Linked DNA regions of Pan troglodytes: region 2 is linked to region 1. Evidence: chromatin contacts called from public HiChIP or PLAC-seq data. All regions are on one chromosome and are shown on one strand. The core of a region is the stretch at or near the end of the contact, and the rest is flanking DNA. Distances in the headings are between cores, read along the strand shown. Region 1 holds the start of ZNF589 (zinc finger protein 589). Region 2 holds the start of PFKFB4 (6-phosphofructo-2-kinase/fructose-2,6-biphosphatase 4).

Region 1 (2,948 bases), core at 180-2,679:
TGTTCTAGACTGTTCCTGTTGTTACATCCAAAGTCATTTGGGGCCGGGTGTGGTAGCTCACACCTGTAATCCCAACACTTTGGGAGGCCGAGGCAGGTGGATCATCTGGGGTCAGGAGTTCAAGACCGGCCTGGCCAACATGATGAAACCCCGTCTCTACTAAAAATACAAAAAAATAGCCAGGCGTGGTGGCGTGTCCCTGTAATTCCAGCCGCTTGGTAGGCTGAGGCAGGAGAATCGCTGGAACCTGGGAGAAAGAGGTTGCAGTGAGCAGAGATCGCCCACTGCACTCCAGCCTGGGCTACAGAGCAAGACTCTGTCTCCAAAAAAAAAGTCTTTTGGGCCGGGTGGGGTGGCTAACACCCGTAATCCCAACATTGTGGGAGGCCAAGGTGGGTGGATTGCTTGAGGCCAGGAGTTCGAGACCAGCCTGGCAAATATGGCGAAATCCCCTCTCTACTAAAAATACAACAGCCGGGGTGGTGAGGCGCCGCCTGTAATCCCAGCTACTCCGGAAGCTGAGGCACGAGAATCACTTGAGCCTGGGAAAGCGGAGGCTGCAGTGAGCCTAGATCCCGCCACTGCACTCCGGACCGACTCAAAAAATATAAAAATATAATATACTCCGGGCGCGGTGGCTCACGCCTGTAATCCCAGCACTTTGGGAGGCCGAGGTGGGCGGATCACGAGGCCTGGAGTTCAAAACCAGCCTGGCCAACATGGTGAAATCCCCGTCTCTACTAAAAATACAAAAATTAGCCAGGCGTGGTGGAGGGCGCCTGTAATCCCAGCTGCTCGGCAGGCTGAGGCAGAGAACTGCTTGAACCCGGGAGACGGAGATTGCAGTGAACGGAGATCGCGCCACTGCACTCCAGCCTGGGCGACAGAGCGAGACTCCGTCTCAAAATAAATATGATATAATATAATAATACAAAATGCTGTTCTTCAGTTGCACTCCACACCTCTCAAATGCTCAGCAGCCATTTATGGCCAATGACTGCCGGAGTGCACAAGTGCAGGATGCCCGGTGAAGAGTCGTGGAGTGAGCACCGTGGAGACTGTACGGGACACCTAGGGAGGAACCTGGCCCCCCAGGGGAGTAAGAGCCGCTGTAGGGGTAGTCAGCGCCTCACACAGCTCGCACCCCACGCGCATCCCTGGTGGATACGGCCGACGCCTGCGCGGCGCCTGCGGCTGGAGCACCGAATGGGGGAGGCGGTCTCGCGGCCCCGACTCACCTTCCGCAGCCCAGCCCAGTAGCTGCTCCCGCGGGGCCCACATCTGCGCACGCACGCACGAAGCAAACGAGGTAGCAGCACCGTGTGTGAAACGGATTATAATGCGCACCGCGGGCCACTGGCGGCGCCAGAAGAAAGAAGCAGGACTGGGTGAAGTGCGTCACCGCGCGGCGCGCAGCCTGCCGGGAAGCGTAGTTCTCGGGGCGGAATGCGGCTTGTGCAGGGCGAGAGAAAATGCTGAGGCGCACTTTGACCTTCTAGGTCCCCCTCGGCCGCAATATTTGGGGTTGTGCTTACCACAGGTACCCATAAGCAAAATATAGTGTTGTTTTCCATGGTTGTAAACATTATATAAATACTAGCTCTTTTGCGCAGTTCTATAATGACACGTGTTGACCTGTTCATTGTGTGTTCACTGCTGTGTGGTATCTAATGTAGAAATACACCAGGACTCCAATTGGACAGACTCATGCGCATCCATGGAGAGCTTCTCAAGGACAGTGGTTCGCAAACTTGTTGTTAAAATCCTTTTACACTCTTAAAAATTACTGAGGACCCCAAAGAGCTTTTGAAACCGCCTTTGCAAAATTATACCTAAGGAAATTATGATGTTATAGGAGTTATTAAGAAATTATTTTAAGCAGATAGAGAAGGAAAGGGGTCCTTGGGAAGTTTTTGTTTCTTTTAAAGCAGCTCCAGAAAGGTTTCTTGTCTAGCAGGAAAGCCTGGGCTCCTAGAGCAGGATGGCAAGCTTTGATATGGAAATGCAGGCCATTAGAAACTGGACGCACCCAAACATGGCGATTCCCGCCGTCCTTTTCTTTGCCCTGACATGTGCCTGGCAACATGGCCACCCCCCACATATTCCCACGTGTGTAGAACTTCATGGAGCCCTACATTTGCATATTAAAAAGCTAGGGTGGGAGGGCCAGGTTTTTGGCTGCCACATAAATGACACATCTGATCAAACTAATCCCCTGAGCCCTATGGAAACCAGACACCGCCTCCTCCAGCATCCTCAGATAAGCAGCCACTTTTCCGCACACGGCGCTTTCTCTTTGTTGGAATCCCCGCTCCCTCTGTCTCTGTATGGGGGAGCTGTTTTCGTCTTCCTTCCTTCTTTCTTGCCTATTAAACTTTTCGCTCCTTAAAACCACTCCACGTGTGTCTGTGTTATTAAGCCTATCAGAGACCAAGGACCCTGGTGTTCCTCCAGTCATCGGAGCCTTATCAATGACAGTAAAAGATATCAGATCTAACCCACCTCATCTTCCTTTCAACCTCTAAACTGTCTTTGTCCACTTCTGGGCATAGGCCAAAGTAGCCTTGGGAAGGAATTCAGTTTATAGCTTAAATAATAGCCCTTCCCAAGGGCTAAACTGTTCTTGTAAAATGAATGAAAGGCCACCAGCCACCAAAGTAGGATGAGAAGGGCTGGAATTCTAAATATTACCAGCCATTATTCCAGAGGCCCTAAGACGCACAACTTCCCCAATTACTCTTTTGAAGCACAACTTCCCCAATTACTCTTTTTTTTTTTTTTTAGGGAAAAGGACACGGAGTCTCACTCTGTCGCCCATGCTGGAGTGCAGTGGTGCCATCTCGGCTCACTGCAACCTCCCTCTCCTGGGTTCAAGCGATTCTCCTGCCTCAACCTCCTGAGTAACCGGGATTACAAGCACGCACCACCATACCCCGCTAATATTTTTG
Region 2 (2,948 bases), core at 237-2,736, 320 kb before region 1:
ACCTGCCAGGGGTGTTGTGGATGACATCGCTAGAGGGCAGTGTGGCTCAGGTTGAAGCCGTGTTGGTGGGGGCTGGGGCAGAGAGTGTACAAAGCTTGGAGAGGCGGGGCTGGGGATCCCGAGGAGGCGGGAAACTGCAGGAGTCCGGTGGGGGCCAAACAAGAAAGTGAGCCAGGGGTTTACGAACTTCTGGATCTCTCCCTTGTTCCTTGTCCCCAGTGCATTTTCAAAGACAAGAGGGAGATACAAATATAGTAAAAGGCAACCATAACGTATTTTAAAATGAATTTCTTAGAGATTGACATACTTAATTTATACTGTAATACTGTAAGATAGACAATGTGCACATCCCATTTTCCTGATGAAGAGAAAATGTTATTAACATATTATTTTCAAAAAATATGTAAAACTTTAGTTAAAAAAACCAAAATACTAACAAAAACAAAAAAAAATTGTAAAAAATGAAATTCTGGAAAGACAATTAAGATACTCCCAGGGCTCAGTGAGTACCCAAAGTACTTGGTTACTAAGTGCCACGCACGGCCGGGCGCGGTGGCTCACGCCTGTAATCCCAGCACTTTGGAAGGCTGAGGAGGGCGTATCACCTGAGGTCAGGAGTTCGAGACCAGCCCGGCCAACGTGGTGAAATCCCGCCTCTACTAAAAATACAAAAATTAGCAGGGCGTGGTGGTGGGCGCCTGTAATCCCAGCTACTTGGGAACCTGAGGCAGGAGCAGCCCTTGAACCCGGGAGGCGGAGGTTGCAGTGAGCCAAGATAGCGCCATTGCACTCCAGCCTGGGCAACAGGAGCGAAACTCCGTCTCAAAAAAAAAAAGTCCCACGCATGTGCTCCCAGCAGCCAAAGCAAAGAAAGAGGAACAATATTGAAATGTGTTTTGAGTCTCTATCCATGAGGTAAAAGAGCTTTTCCAGCGTGGTTGAGCATGCTCCTATGGACGGCGGAAGAGTCCCGGGGCTCGGAGCAGTCAAGGGGGACCCCGAGCAGGGGCAGGAGGGCGCAGCGGAGTTGACGGCTGGGACTGCAGGCCTACTGGCCCCTGTCGGCTCTGACCAACCTGGCCGTGCGGGTCACGTAGGCCTCGTCCCACTGCATGAAAACCCCTCCCTCCTGGGGGCCCTGGGCTCCCTAGCAAGGAGGTAGCAGAATTCACGCGTGCCGCTGCTCAGGGATGCAGCGCCAGGGCGGAGCCCGTCGGTGGGGCCTATGCAAATCAGCGCGGGCAGGTTGGGAGCGCTGAGTTTGCGCATCCGGGGCGGGCCTGCACAATCCGGGCCTTGAACTGGGGCGGGGCCAGTGCAATCCGGAGTTGAGCATGCGCATTCTCGATCCTGGCCTGAAGAACTGGGCCCACTTGTTCCAAAACGGGCGGGTAGGTGAGTTGGGCATGCGTGGTCGGAGGCCGGGCCCCTTTCAGCTGGGGCGGAGCCTACTCACTCTGGGGCGGGACCTGCGGGAAGATAGACATGGGCTGTCGCGGCTTGAGGAGGGGCGGGGCCCAAGGGGCGGGACCTCGGGTGGCCCGAGGTGGCCCGGCTGCTGGGTTGGAAGCGGCGCAGTCCGACTCATCCCGGCCCCGGGATGGCGTCCCCACGGGAATTGACACAGAACCCCCTGAAGAAGATCTGGATGCCATACAGCAATGGGCGGCCCGCTCTGCACGCTTGCCAGCGCGGTGGTGAGGCGGGGTCCTCTGGGAGGAGGTGGGAGGTGCACCGGGATGGGTGGGTAGGGCGGCCTGGGCGGGGGTCTCGCATGGAGAAGGGGCGGGAGACAGATGGGGAACCGGGGACAGGTGAGGTTGCCGTGACTGGGGAGGCTGCTGGGGACAGGTGAGGCGGTCGTGACAGTGGTGGGCCAGAGACAGGTGTGGCAGAGCAGGGGGCGGGGACAGGTGTGTGGGGGCATATCGGCTTGGCGGTGGCTAGGTCTGGCCACCATCACCTCGGGGAGGGCTCTAGCCCCCTTGCTTCCCTCTCCAATCCCCATCGCCCCCAGCCTGGGGAGGACCCTGTGGGCACCCCAGGCCCTTCCCTCTCTCCTGGCCAAGGAGTGTGGGCCGGGTTGTTGGACTGGAACTGAGCTGTGTGGCCCTAGGTGAATTACTTGGCCTCTCTGAGCCCAGAACTTTCAAAGGTGGGCTAGTTTTCCAACAGGAGGAAGGGTGCCTCTTGGCCTTAAAGCTGAGCTTGGGCAGGAACTTCAGCAGAGATGTGCTCAGGATAGAGACAGAAAAGTATGCCGTGTGGGCCTGTGTCTGTGTCCCGGGACATGTAAGTATCCACCTGGGGTCATGGGTGTACAGTAAAACTGGAGAGTGAAACAGCTAGGAGAATGCTGAAATTCATGGAATTGTTAAGGGGCTCACCTCTCCTAGGGTCCCAGGTGTTTAAACCGCTTCCTTGAGTTTCTGCCTGTCCTTAAATGAGCTGGCAGTTTTTTTTTTTTTTTAAGAGATGAGTCTCGCTCAGTGGCCCAAGCTGGAGCAAGTGCAGTGGCGTGATCATAGTTCACTGCAGCCACGACCTTCTGGGCTCAAGCAATCCTCCCACCTCAACCTCCCGATTAGCTGGGATTATAGGTGCGCCACCACACCCAGCTTTTTTTTTTTCTTTTTTCTTTTTTTTGTAGAGACAGGGTCTTGCTATGTTGTCTGGGCTGGTCTCCAACTCATAGCTTCAAGTGGATCCTCTGGCCTTGGCCTTCTGAAGTGTTGAGATTACAGGCGTGGGTCCTGGCCTGCAACTTTTTTATTACCAGGAAAAGAAAGATTTGTTTTAGGAGTAACTGAAACATTGTAATGAATTTGCAGCTTGTCCAGGACCTCAGAGAACATCTAGTTTAACAGACAGTGAAATGGAGATCAGGAGATTGAGTGACATGCCTGGGTCTCCCTGTGATCCTGCCTCTGCTTATGTATGATAAGCAA

The links. HiChIP or PLAC-seq counts read pairs in DNA pulled down with a chosen protein or histone mark.
Region 2: an H3K4me3 HiChIP or PLAC-seq map of stem cell-derived excitatory neurons shows a contact between it and region 1, with 4 times the contacts expected there. The contact joins the promoter of PFKFB4 here to the promoter of ZNF589 in region 1. A contact is called at or near these places in 1 of 7 Hi-C or Micro-C datasets (stem cell-derived neural progenitor cells) and 1 of 1 datasets of contacts at active chromatin or transcription factors (stem cell-derived excitatory neurons).

Annotation. Positions count from the first base shown.
Region 1 is chr2:52,263,300-52,266,247 of NHGRI_mPanTro3-v2.0_pri, reverse strand. It overlaps ZNF589 (zinc finger protein 589), which reads right to left and starts at 1,429. Exons shown (of 4, transcript XM_516434.9): 1 at 1,239-1,429. The coding sequence starts at 1,281.
Region 2 is chr2:52,584,260-52,587,207 of NHGRI_mPanTro3-v2.0_pri, reverse strand. PFKFB4 (6-phosphofructo-2-kinase/fructose-2,6-biphosphatase 4) reads left to right here and starts at 1,486. Exons shown (of 15, transcript XR_010155191.1): 1 at 1,486-1,697. UCN2 (urocortin 2) reads left to right here. Exons shown (of 1, transcript XM_054681834.1): 1 at 1-63.